3 separate regions of the Rattus norvegicus genome follow, and all the other regions are linked to region 1. Evidence: chromatin contacts called from public Hi-C and HiChIP or PLAC-seq data. All regions are on one chromosome and are shown on one strand. The core of a region is the stretch at or near the end of the contact, and the rest is flanking DNA. Distances in the headings are between cores, read along the strand shown. Region 1 overlaps Tsc22d1 (TSC22 domain family, member 1). Region 2 overlaps LOC102546462 (a long non-coding RNA gene). Region 3 overlaps LOC102546462 (a long non-coding RNA gene).

Region 1 (3,997 bases), core at 862-3,361:
GGGAAGACCCCGGCCAAACAGTGTGGCTGTTTGCCACAGCAGGTCACCACAGCAGTCCTGCTTCTTAAGAAAGTGCTTAAGGAAAGCGCTTATGAAACAACGGAGAGGGGTTGGGGATTTAGCTCAGTGGTAGAGCACTTGCCTAGCAAGCACAAGGCCCTGGGTTCGGTCCCCAGCTCCTGGAAAAAAAAAGAAAAAAGAAAAAAAAAAAGAAAAAAAAAGAAAAAAAAAAAGAAACAGAAACAACGGAGAACATCTTCATTGAAATATATAGAGAAATTGTGACAAAAACTTGTAGCACACACATGCACATGCACAATCTTGGTCCCTGGGTTAGTTAGAGAAGGTGGGGATAGGACCATCCTATCAAGAGTAATGGCTTCCCATTTAACAATAACTGTTTTTAAATTTTGAGAAATGTCATGTTCTATAGCACCAGATGACCTTGAACTCAAGATCTTCTTGCTTCAGTTGGAACTACAGGCATGCATCTCCACGGCCATTACCTAGAGCTCTTACAGATGTCTACCCATCACCCCCCTTACTCTCCCCAGGGGTCTATATATCTCTCTCTATACATACATGTGTATATACATGTGTATATACATATACACACACACACACACACACACACACACACACACACACACACACGTACAGAGATTGCTAGTATAGTATCTTTAGCAGGTTGAAGATACTTGTTGATAATCTCTGAAGAAGCTAACACAGTGACAGTGTTTAAGACCCTGTGCCCACAGATCTCCACTAGAAAGGCTTTTCTAACTTGAGCTGAAGTTCAGGCAAGTTATGATTTCCTGAATGGGTTGGTGGGTCTGCGGAGGTCCTGTCCGGTCCAAAGATGGAGTAACCAGTTTCCACAGCACTCGGGCACCATCAGCTATACTTTCTCCCACACACTGAGCAGGAACCTCACCACACAATCTGCTCCCCGTTTCTGTTGGGGAGCAGTTGGTGCTCCATTTTCAGGCTATTTTCTCTGGGAGGAAATTTCATTTTCTGCAGGTTTCTGATCTTACTGTGGTTATTACCATCCGAATGGATCTGAGATGGACGTCTGAAGGCCATCACTGTGCAAGGCTTCGTCTTGTATTTCACACAGCCTGAGGGACAGCAGTGCCTTTATGGAAATCATTTTCATTTCTAATTATGGTTATAATTAACTTTTATACGTTTCTCCAGCAAATATAAACCTGACTTCTGGCATGCTGCATTCATCACTCTGTATGCAGACACCAAAAGCACAGCTCCTGAGATCTGAACAATCGTTAATTCCAAACAGAAAGCAGGCATCACTAGAATCACGTTGATCCCTCCATCATCTCACAGGCCCTGGGCTGAGGGTCTGTCCTGCTGGTGATTCATGAGCACCCGGCGCTCACACTAGATCTCCTTCCGCTTTAGAAGTCATTCCTGCTCTGTGGCTCGTGAAGTGTGACACCATCAACTCCACTGTGACCCACGGGCCAAGGAGGCCTAGTTAGGTTTGGAAGCCAGCAGTTAAGAGGTGCTTAGAAAATCAACTTAAGATATGTTCAAATAGCAGCCAGTAAACTGTTCTGAATTATGAAGGTGAGGAAAAAGGCCACAAAAACGTATCTTCTGATTTTAATAATTCATTACTATTTCATGTATCAAGACACCACGATTTTGAGGGACTTTCCTATTAGTAGAAATGTCTATTTGATTCATCAAGGGTGGAGACTTCAAATTCTCCACAATTACATGAAAAATGTAAGAGACGAAGTGGCCGCTGCTAGTTTTCTTTTTAAGAGACGCGTAATTACCATCTAGGCATCATCGGGTCAGTTATGTGGCTCTGAGGATGACAGACATTGTCAAGAGCTTGCTGCTCTCCAGTTATGTTTGTGACAACTGTCATCGGCTTACGGTACACGGCTTTACCCTCCCCCTAATAAACCTCACCCGCTGGTGGCCACTCTTCCCAGTGAGCCCTGATTCGTGCCCTGTTCCCCAACCCACCTCCCCCCAGCTCTATACTAAGAATTGAGGGATCCAGGACTTGGGGAAGTCTCAGAGGATGCGCAGGAAGGACCCAGCTCCCATTGGGCCCAAGGGCTGTTGCTGAGGACCTGGGGCAGACTACAAAGCTAAGCCCATCCTGTTCTCTCTCCTCTTAGTCCTTCAGGCTCCACCGCGTTTACACATCATCCAGAAGGGACTGAAGTGCCAGGTCCTACCTAGCTCAAGACCAATATATTCCTTCAACCCTCAGAAGAGTTTCTAAAAACACAGCTACTTTATGGGTCAATCATTCCACTGTAGAACAGATGATCTGTCCCATAACAACAGAGCTGTCAATGTGGAAATGAACCTGTCACTTCTTCCTTAGATCCTAACTGGGAATACACGTGAATCAGGCTCATTCTCTCTCAGTTCAGTTACTACACATGAATAAACTCTACATAAACCTTTCCAATTTTAAACAGGGGAAGTTGAAGATACTATCTCTTATCAGTCCAGAGGGGTGAGGTGACTTAGTCACAAGAGAACGAGCGCCTCCCCCTCCCCCAAGCAAAGCAATGTCCACTCTCCCTTCTTGAGGCAAACCACTGGTGTTCACTCCGAGACTTTACTAGGCAAACTGCTGTTGATTTTATGAGGAGCAGCTGTGGAAATGACAATTGTATTAATGGTGCCACGTGGAAACACGTATGTATCAACATTTGATATGCTTTATTGAAAGGTGACAAGTAGAACAGGTAAATACAGTGGGTTCTGTGTGGGGAACATGCGCAGGACTATACAGGTGAGCTGCAGAAACCCCTACTGGGAAATCCACTTCCTCAGCAACTGACTGACGTTTCTCCATCTATTCATTCACTAGCTCAACTGACATCAGTCAACAGGGGGTTTACTTTGCAAGACTCAGCAGCTAGATTCCGGGTGACACAAAGTGACTAACTGTGCCAAATTCTTAAAATTTCTTCAGGTGTGGTTTTTGTCACGAAGCAGTTTTTAAGTAGATCTCTCTAGGAAGGACAATCCACACCTTTTCAGACAGCCAATGGAACATCTAAACTTCAATCTGTACAACCTAACAGTAGTTACGGTCCTCTATTGTACAAATTCGTTACACTACATACACAAATATACAACAAGCAAAACAACCTTCATAATAAGATAGCCTAGGTCCCAGCTACCTGTCACCGTTGTGTCACTAACAGTTTTGTGTCTTCTGATGTTTCAGAAAAGAGGGACAGTACTGTCCTGTTTTATAAGCTTTGGTGACAGTTGTCGGTTTTGTAAAAGGACTGCATCCCCCCCTTTGCAGTCTCGTTTCTGGCCTCTCAAATTCTTTGAAGGGAAGGAGAGGAGAACACAAAATCCAGGAGCAGCCCACCTTCTGAGCCCCATGCAGGCGAGCCCCAGAGCTTGGGAGTAGAGTGGGCGGCTGGGGAGGGTTGAAAAGGCACAGAGCTCCTCCTCAGCGTCAATCAAACCATTCCTCAGACATCTGCCACGTTGCACAGGGTACATCCATGCTCACTCTCTGTTTAACCTTTAATTCACTCAACTAGTATATTTCTTCAAGCCAAAAGCATATGAGTGCTTAATACTGGGGAGAAAGCGAGAACAGCATGTGTGAGTCTCACGTCTCTTTCGCAGACAGCAATGAAATGGGTGACTGGAGGCGGCTTCTCACTAGCACATCTCTTCGGTCTGTTCAGTTCAGACAGCAGCAGCCAGTTCTGTTGGGGCATAGCAGGCTATGCGGTTGATCCTGAGCCCTGGGACGCTGGCTGTGCAGGGGGCTGTGTGGTCCCCTGTGGCTGCGTGGTAGCCGGAGGGGAGCCAGTCTGCAGCTGGGCCTGAAACTGGGCGAGCTGCTCCGGACTGGCCAGTGTCTTCAACAGATTGTTCTCCTGCTCCAGTTGGGAGTTTTTCTCTATTAGTTCTTTGATCTGCTCCTTCAGAACCTCCACTTCCTCTCTAACTGCATACATCAAATGGCTTT
Region 2 (3,997 bases), core at 552-3,051, 310 kb before region 1:
AGTAACACCCAAGCCAGAGCTGTTTCACTCGGCAAACACAGCATAGTTGTGATAGCGGGCGTGACTCATCGTGTACAGCATCCGCAGAAAGAATGTTTTTCCAAAATGGGTTAGGGGACCGCATAGGTGAGGGCATGGCATTGAGTTTTATGTTAAGGAAGGAGGGGACAGAAATAGGACTGGGAGCCCTGTACCTGTCACCTTTGCTGAACTCAACTCTAGTCTTTCTAGCCACAGGTAGTGTAAGCTAAAGAGAGATTTCTGACTGAAGGGCTTTGGGAGGGATGTGCTGGGATGTTTGAGATGGAGGAGAGGACCTTTGGTGGTTTAGATGACATTACATTAAAAGGTCATTGGTCCCCAGCGTGGCCACAATTAGGGGTACAGCTGTGGGGAAAGAGAATGGCTAATGAAGGTTCTGACTTCATCAGCCACAGGATTCATGGCGTGATGGAAACATGAGCAGGTAGAGAGCTAATATCCTGAGACTCCGCTTCCACCCCACAGATCCACCAGAATGAAGGGAGAACTCCTGACAAGACCCTGGACCTTTTGATGACTCCTGCTGTCCAACGGAGCGGAGCTCTAGTGGGACGAAGTAGGCACTTTCCATGTCCTAGGCAGAGATGGCTTCCCTTTGTGATCTCAGTGAGTGTCTAGTGAACCAACTTACAGCCCTACCAACCAGTCCTCATGGTAGGAAGACAGTGTTCCTTGAACCCTTGGCAAAGCCTATCTCAAAAGCTTCACAAAACTTGACTGAGTGGCGATGGAATTAAGGAGAGAAGAAATGTTGCTTGTTAGGTGACTAGAAGCTGGATTTTCTCAGTTCCAGGAACATGTGGAAAGATGGGGGAGAGCCCCCAAATTAGGAAGCTTGCACAGTTGGGCCACGCTGATTATTTATTTATTTACCTATTCATCTATTCCCTGGATTTCTATACTTCACAGAAACTCTGAAAGGAGAGAGACTGTCACCACGGTTCCCCAACTGGTGTCACCATAGAGAACTGGTTTTGTGGGCAAGTGGCTGAAGTGCAGAGGGAAGAAGATTGAACACTTCCAAGTGGTGGGTTTATGTTGGCTCGCCCTGTGGATCCTGAGGCCAGCGCTGAGGTTCCTCACAGACATTTCTGAGAAGGGTGATGGAGGGTCTGGTCTAGGTGGGTGACAAGTTTGGACATTAGGGTCTTTTCAGTGAAATGCCCGTCTTCAAGGAGGGCCAGAAGACCTACAGCTTTTGCTCAAGTCTCTTCTGGAGTAAGCCTATGGAATTCTTCTGCTTACAGTACCTCACCTAATCATTACTGGCAAAGATTTCAGGGCCAACACACCACACACACACACACACACACACACACACACACACACACAGAGAGAGAGAGAGAGAGAGAGAGAGAGAGAGAGAGAGAGAGAGGTCTGCAATCAGCAGCCCGAGATGCTACATGGTGGTGTAGGGTGGAAACGCAGCCGCTGCTCCACTTCCTGTTTGTTTGCCCTGTCACGATAGTTAACACTACATGGAATGCTTACCCAGGGGGAAAGGACACCTTTATGTGGCACTTTGTGCTCTGTTGGCCTCATCTGACTCCTCTTATTTTTTGGTTCTGACACCACTTGCCTCCCACCCTGCAGCTGCCTCCTTCTGGCTCATGCCTTCTTGGGAAAACTTGGCAGGCCTCGAGAATTGGATGTTTCTGCTGGGGCGAAAATATCCGAGTTAGGAACTCAGTTCACGCAGATTGAGCCCTTTGTCCTGAATGTCCAGAAGGAAGTCCAAGTCTCTGAAGAGGTACTGGAGTTCAGCCAGGGTGACCTTTTGTCAGGGAACACCCCTTTATGGACACAAGGGACAGACAGACTGCCCGCTGCTCCTTGGCTGAAGCTGTCTAATTGCTATAAAAAAAAAAAAAAAACTCCTATACTATCTCCACTTCTCCACTTCTGCAGCTCCTATGAGGCATTTGGTAAATCTCAAATTACCTCCAGGACAGCTACCCACAAGTTCCCGGTGGCCTCAGGTCCCTTCCTGGGTCCCTGTCTGACACACATCTTTCTCCTTCAGTATGCTTACCCTTTAGGCCATTTCCCTCCAATAGCTTGTGAGCTTCTAGGTACTGCAAACTTTCAAGGTTATTTAATGTGATGGATATTAGTGTTTTGCATGCATGTGTGTACACAGTGTTCATGCCTGGTGCCCACTGAGGTCAGACGAGGATGCTAGAGCCCCAGAAACTGGAGTTACAGATGGCTATGAAGTATCACGTGGGTTTTGGGAGTCAAACCCAGGTCTTCTCCGAGAACAGCCAGTGCTTTTTAGCACCGAGCCCCCTCTCCAGCCCCCACAATGCTATAAACATTTAATAAGGGTTGCGTATATAAATGAATGAATATGGCCAATCTAGGTCTTATTGAGGAGTTTAAAATAGTAGAGTTACCATCTGGAGCACTGAGAGGATCAGGCACCTCCCATTCCAGTTTCTAGAACATTCCCGCACTCCCTCAGGCCTCAAAGATGAATCTCTTCAAAGCTAACTGCAGCAATGATACCAGAAACACCTTGGGAAATACATCTTACTCTTTGAAGGGGGAAACTTTAGAGGCAGTCGCCTCCTGGATCTGTGCCCATGCATCGGTCTACGAGCTGGTGGCTCACAGCAGGGAGGAAGGAATCCCATTCAGTAGCACTTATTTCGGACAGTTGTATCTAAGGATGTACGAGGTTGGTGAACTAGGACTCAGGACCTTCAAATTCCATGATGTACTTACTTGTGTGACTGTGGGTTCTTTCAGAAATATAGTTTAGAGATGGCCTGGGAAACCTGCGATAGGTTTGAGCAGACACAGCACAGGATGAGAAATACTGAAGATAGAAACCCATCTCCCTGCAGCAGTAGTGCAGAGGGTAACAAGTGTGCATGGAGCTGCCTTCCCCCATGCCCTCAGAGCTTCTAGTCAAATGTCTGACCAGGGGTTAGGCCGAGTCAGGAGCTACTGTAACCATCAACATGGTTACAGTACCTTTTGGGAACTCTCATGTGCTGGTCACCTCCACACTACAACACTGTTTGGGGTGGTGATGAAACTTCCTGCTCACAGCCCCCAGGTCCCCGTGGAATGCTACCCTGGGTTCCCGTTCCGTGAGATCTTCCCGTTTAGCCTTCACTGGAGAACACACTATGTAGCATGTGAAGCAGCTTGGAGCTGGGACTGGTGGCTGAGCAGGCTGAAGGCTGAGGTTCTTTCTTCTGCTCGAATGTGGGTTCTTTGTTCTCTACAGCCCCATTTTTCCTCACTCGATCAAAAGGACCTTGTAGTCTGTCGCAGGGAACGAAAGCTACAGTTATCCGCCTAAGCTGCACACCCAAGTTATCCAAGGAGTCTTAAAAGACTCATTCCCGGGCCCCACCCAGGAATCAATTAACTCAGAGTCTTGGTGAGTCTAGACACCAGCATTTTAAAGCTCCCCAGGTAACTAGGCTTACTCTAAAATCTGCATTTGTCACATGTCTGGAGATAATCTATACAGTCTAGAAGACACTCTGCTTTCAAAATCTAAAACACCACTAATGAATGGTGCCACAGTTACTCCTGTTGATATAATATGATTTTAATCTTCCTCTGAGAAAGGACGCTGCTGGGTAGAAACACCCAACCTGAGGACCACAGCACATGCAAGTGATGGGAGCTGCCTGGAGCTGCTCAGTGGACTCGTGTAGAGTGCCTGGCAGCAGCCATTACTGAGAACTCCAATCCCTTCCCTGAGTGTCTGTACTCCCTCATGTCCTTGGGGCATGACCTCTTACGGGCACAATTCATGCATCCTGGGGTTGTGCCAATGGAAACACTTCCAGTTGAAGCCCAGTGTCTTCATTTCCCGTACTATGGGTCTCCCGGGAGGCAGCTGTCAGCTCTAGAATCCCAAGTTACCTTTGCTCTATAGTAAACAGATGAGTCAGAGCGGGTCCCAGCAGGTCAGCTGACAGGCAGTCCAGAG
Region 3 (3,997 bases), core at 920-3,419, 270 kb before region 1:
GTTGCCCTACTGATTTGACAACTTGCATATTTTGCTCTGTTCTAGTTTCATATCCTTGGTGGCCATCTGTAAATCCACAATTCACTCATTAATGAACATTGTTTCATCTAAAGTTAGCTGCAAAAAGTGTACACATACAAATATAAAATCAGAGACACAATACACAGATGCACAGAAAGAGATATGCACAAATATATACACATACTGACACAAAAAAAACATGCCTGATAAGGTTAACCTCAGATATTACTCACTGCATATAACACAGACACATATAGAGAAACATACAGACACACAGACACACAATACATACACACACACGTATACAGCACACACAGACACAAACATTCATATGCACACAGCACACCACACACATATACACACACATAAACAGAGACACATACATACACAGCACACACACACGCACAATCACACGCGCATATGAAGTACTTTAAAACCATGCCTGATAAGATTAACCTCAGATGTTACTCACTGCATATAAAATAGAGGTTCTACATGGCCCGGGATATTATTTTACAGTTAATTCACCGTGGGCACATCGGCATAGGAATGTTGATAATGTTTTTGATTTGTAAATGTTTTGCCATGTAATGTTGGATGTTTCTTAGAAGTACCTGGAAAAGGTAAAGATGTGAGACAACAGGAGCTGTTCCATAAATGAAAGGACCAGAGGCAGTATATGGTAGTTCAAAGGTATCTCGGACTCCAGGGTGCTCACACTAGCTTTTTCCATCCGAGGTAGATTACTAATCGAGGAAGAAAAGGGTTGTTTTTAATTGCCCTTTAGATAGGAAGGGCTTCTTATAGTCTAGAATATTGCTGATAATTCTAGAAATAATTCGCCCTCATCCAGTTCACATATTAATGTTAACCACACTAACTGAAGATTTTAGAAGGTGGCAGTGGCCAGAGATAGCGCTGAACCAGCGATCAGAAAGGCCAGAGTCCCCTATCCGCTGTGTCTTGAAGGTCAAGTTTAATGTGGTCATTGTCCCGTGGTGGTAGGAAATTCTCCAAGTGCTTTAAGAAGAATGTGGTGATAAGCCTTTGCAGCAATCCCCCAGACTGGGCTCAGAGCAGCTCAGGAATAAAGTCTCAAAAAACAACAACAACGACCAGGGAAAACAAGGTGCCAGAATTCTCATTGGCCCTGAAAATCGCGGTCATTCTTCCGAGTCCCCCACCTTCTGATTTCTCCCGGGAAACTTGTCTGTGCCTGTTCAATGCAGGCAAACCTTTCCTCTCCTTCCCTAGCTCAGGGCCTGGTATCTTTATCACAGTCTGCCCCACTGCCTGTTGGCTAATGTGTCTGCCACTCAGCCAACTACCGCACTACCCCACCAATCCCCACCAACCGCGAGCTTCTTCAGGAACTGCCCACCCTAGCTATTGGACCATCGGCCCCACTCAGTCATTACCCCTCTCTCAGGGGAGTCTATCCACAACTGCAGATTCCCCAGAGTCTTTCGTCTTCTGGTGTGGAACTCTGCAAAACTAGAGATTCTCAGAGTTATAGATACTTAAGGGAGTCAAAGGACATATTCAAGGGTTCTGTGAGTTCTTACATAGAAGAAAGATCATGGAGTCCATAGCAACGGCAAAAATAAAGAAAGGCAAAAATACCCCTCTACGGTGACCTATAAACAATAGTGTTAATAATTTGATAGAAATTATTCTAAATGAGTCATTCAATCTTCACAAAACCTGTGTGGCACATCCCAGCATGTTACCCCCGTTTCTCAGGCACAGAAAAGTTGAGTAATCTACCTAAGATTTAAACAGATAAAAATGTGTGAGAGGAGTTGTCACACCAGGCAACCTTACTAATACAGAGAGGCACACGTCAATATATGCTTTCTACATAGCAAACAGTGTGCGAGAAAGATCTTTGGTAATGGGGTTTGTACCGTCACCTACAAGATGCCTATGCCTTTTTTTAAGTTCCAAAGGAGGCTGGTGATGAAAACAGAAGCAGGAAGTGAGACCCGAAATTGTTGACACACCACATACCCAGACAGATTATTGGAAGCACGGGTTATGGGTGTTATGCATGGAATTCTGTTTGAGCTGAGTGCTTTAGACTGTTACTCCCTTCAGAGACTCCACAAAGCTGTCCTCTTTGGAAGAGTGATTGGATGATGGGCCTGGAACGGAATGTGGTGGTCATCTTATCTCACCACACAGTCAGCTCCCAGGAGGCAGCGTGGCTCAGCTCCTCATGACTGTAAAGACATTCTGAGAAAGTGATAATATCCAATTACCTCACAACCACAAGGGTGCGGGAATGCCGACCTTGTGTCCCTCAGTCAACAGGTGTCACAAAACAAGAGGAAGGGAGAGGAGGCTGCTGATTTACTGGAAGAGACCAGGGATTTAACTGAAGCTTAAAGGTCAGGGGTTTCTTTCCCACAAAGGAGGAGAGGGATAATAGATACTGGGGGGAGCTGTAAGGGACTCTCCCTGGGTGCCACGTAAGGTAGCATGCCTCGATATCCCTAGTGGCCCTGATACATAACTTCTATGTGTAATAACGAGTTCTCACAGTGGCCTGAGGGGGGAAAGATAGTTCCCCATCTCTCCCTCTGCCTTCTACTTTTTTCCTGCCTTTCCATGTAGCCTTGAGAACTATGGAACGTGCACAGGGAGCTGAGTGGGGGCTGAGTTGACTAATCACGGTGTTTAAATGGCAGTAAAAGCAGGTCTGTGTGAGCAGTCCTGGGATCTCATCCCTTACTCCCCTCCTTAGAACCCACTACATCTTTCTGTGCCCCTGGAGCTGGTAGGCAGCAAAGACAAACCTTAGCCAAACGAGACTGGAACTGGAGGACAGACCCAAGTGCTCAGTCAACAGCTAGGATGAGTGCCCAGAGGAAAGACAGGTTCCGGTACAGAGAGATATCTGCAGCCGGCCTGTAGGAACCATTTATTGCATGAAAGAGCATGCTGAGACAGAAACAGCAGGAAGCCACTGAATAAAAAACCATCTCTCACATGTCCTCAACTGGGCTAGAGGTAGAGACTGGAAGAAACCATGCCTCTCTACATCACAGGGTAAGACTGAAAAAGATGGTGCTGCGGGCGGCTATGGGAAGGGCCTTAGGAGGACGGTACAGAGGCACAGAGAAGGCACAGAGAGGGCTGTTGGGAGGATGACAAAGGACACATACAGTCTTAGTTGGTGAAAGGTTTGATGTTGGAAAGACAAATAACAATTTACCAAAGGGTGGGTGACTGCAGGAAGAAAAGCCAGACAGAATTAGAAAGAGGTGACCTAACAAGTCAAGGTGTTTTAGTGCGATTGTATGTGTGTTAAGGCTGCAGAAAGCTTTGACAAAAGCCATCGGTCAAAGGTTTCTGAGGGTCTCAAAGTCAGAGACCATGCAATGCTTCGTGGTTCTTCAGCCAATACACACGGAAGACAGCAAGGAGAACAAAGTAGAGAGATGTATGGCTGGAGCCTTTCTAACTGTGTGGCTGAGTGTGTCTTAGGAACTTTATATATTTGTCCAGTGATACCTGCGTGAAGAAGTTTGTCCCGGGAACCCTCACGATCAGTGGCTCAGAATGCTCCGAGAATAGGGTAGTGGAAGCTAGCCAAGTTGTGATTCAGATCAGTAGTCCATAGTGAGAGACGAGATGCATGCACAGAACACGGTCAGTGCCAGAGAGGAGGCAACACAAGAGAGACGCCTGGAGATGCGGTTGCTGGGCTTTGAGAGCGATGGAGGCAGAGCCCTGGAGAATATATGGGATGGAGAAATCTGGACTGACCCCAGGGATTCAAATTCAAGGAAGGGGGTGGTGTCACAGAACATACACCTGTCTTTAGTGCTCAGTACGCACTGCACAATCGCCAACAGAACGCACCGATACCTAAGAGCCACCTTGAGTCACCAAGCCACTAATGCTTTAGGATGTCCCAGTCTGATACCTGAGAAGCTACCTCTACCACAGAAAAATAAATCAAGTGCTCCTC

Evidence for each region. A called contact is a pair of places that touch in the nucleus more often than the background predicts. HiChIP or PLAC-seq counts read pairs in DNA pulled down with a chosen protein or histone mark.
Region 2: a contact with region 1 is called in an H3K27ac HiChIP or PLAC-seq map of oligodendrocytes, with 11 times the contacts expected there. The contact joins two enhancer-like sites. A contact is called at or near these places in 4 of 12 Hi-C or Micro-C datasets (frontal cortex, kidney, liver and 1 more) and 1 of 1 datasets of contacts at active chromatin or transcription factors (oligodendrocytes).
Region 3: a Hi-C map of the A7r5 cell line shows a contact between it and region 1, with 4 times the contacts expected there. The contact joins two enhancer-like sites. A contact is called at or near these places in 4 of 12 Hi-C or Micro-C datasets (the A7r5 cell line, Schwann cells, frontal cortex and 1 more) and 1 of 1 datasets of contacts at active chromatin or transcription factors (oligodendrocytes).

The regions. Positions count from the first base shown.
Region 1 is chr15:58,258,940-58,262,936 of GRCr8, reverse strand. Tsc22d1 (TSC22 domain family, member 1) reads right to left here. Exons shown (of 3, transcript NM_001109912.1): 3 at 2,693-3,997. The coding sequence ends at 3,750. Among named protein-coding and RNA genes, the nearest start is that of Serp2, 52 kb to the left of the region's middle. Within about 2 kb of position 2,111, at least 8 of the 93 cell types and tissues checked have an H3K27ac peak or open chromatin away from gene starts, as enhancers often do. A contact at or near this core is called in the A7r5 cell line, where this site is marked.
Region 2 is chr15:58,570,090-58,574,086 of GRCr8, reverse strand. All of the region lies in intron 2 of LOC102546462 (a long non-coding RNA gene), which reads right to left. Among named protein-coding and RNA genes, the nearest start is that of Lacc1, 240 kb to the left of the region's middle. Within about 2 kb of position 1,801, at least 27 of the 93 cell types and tissues checked have an H3K27ac peak or open chromatin away from gene starts, as enhancers often do.
Region 3 is chr15:58,528,628-58,532,624 of GRCr8, reverse strand. The region is part of intron 1 of LOC102546462 (a long non-coding RNA gene); the gene reads right to left. LOC134482157 (a long non-coding RNA gene) reads right to left here. Exons shown (of 2, transcript XR_010058216.1): 2 at 1-3,997. Among named protein-coding and RNA genes, the nearest start is that of Serp2, 220 kb to the right of the region's middle. Within about 2 kb of position 2,169, at least 15 of the 93 cell types and tissues checked have an H3K27ac peak or open chromatin away from gene starts, as enhancers often do. A contact at or near this core is called in the A7r5 cell line, where this site is marked.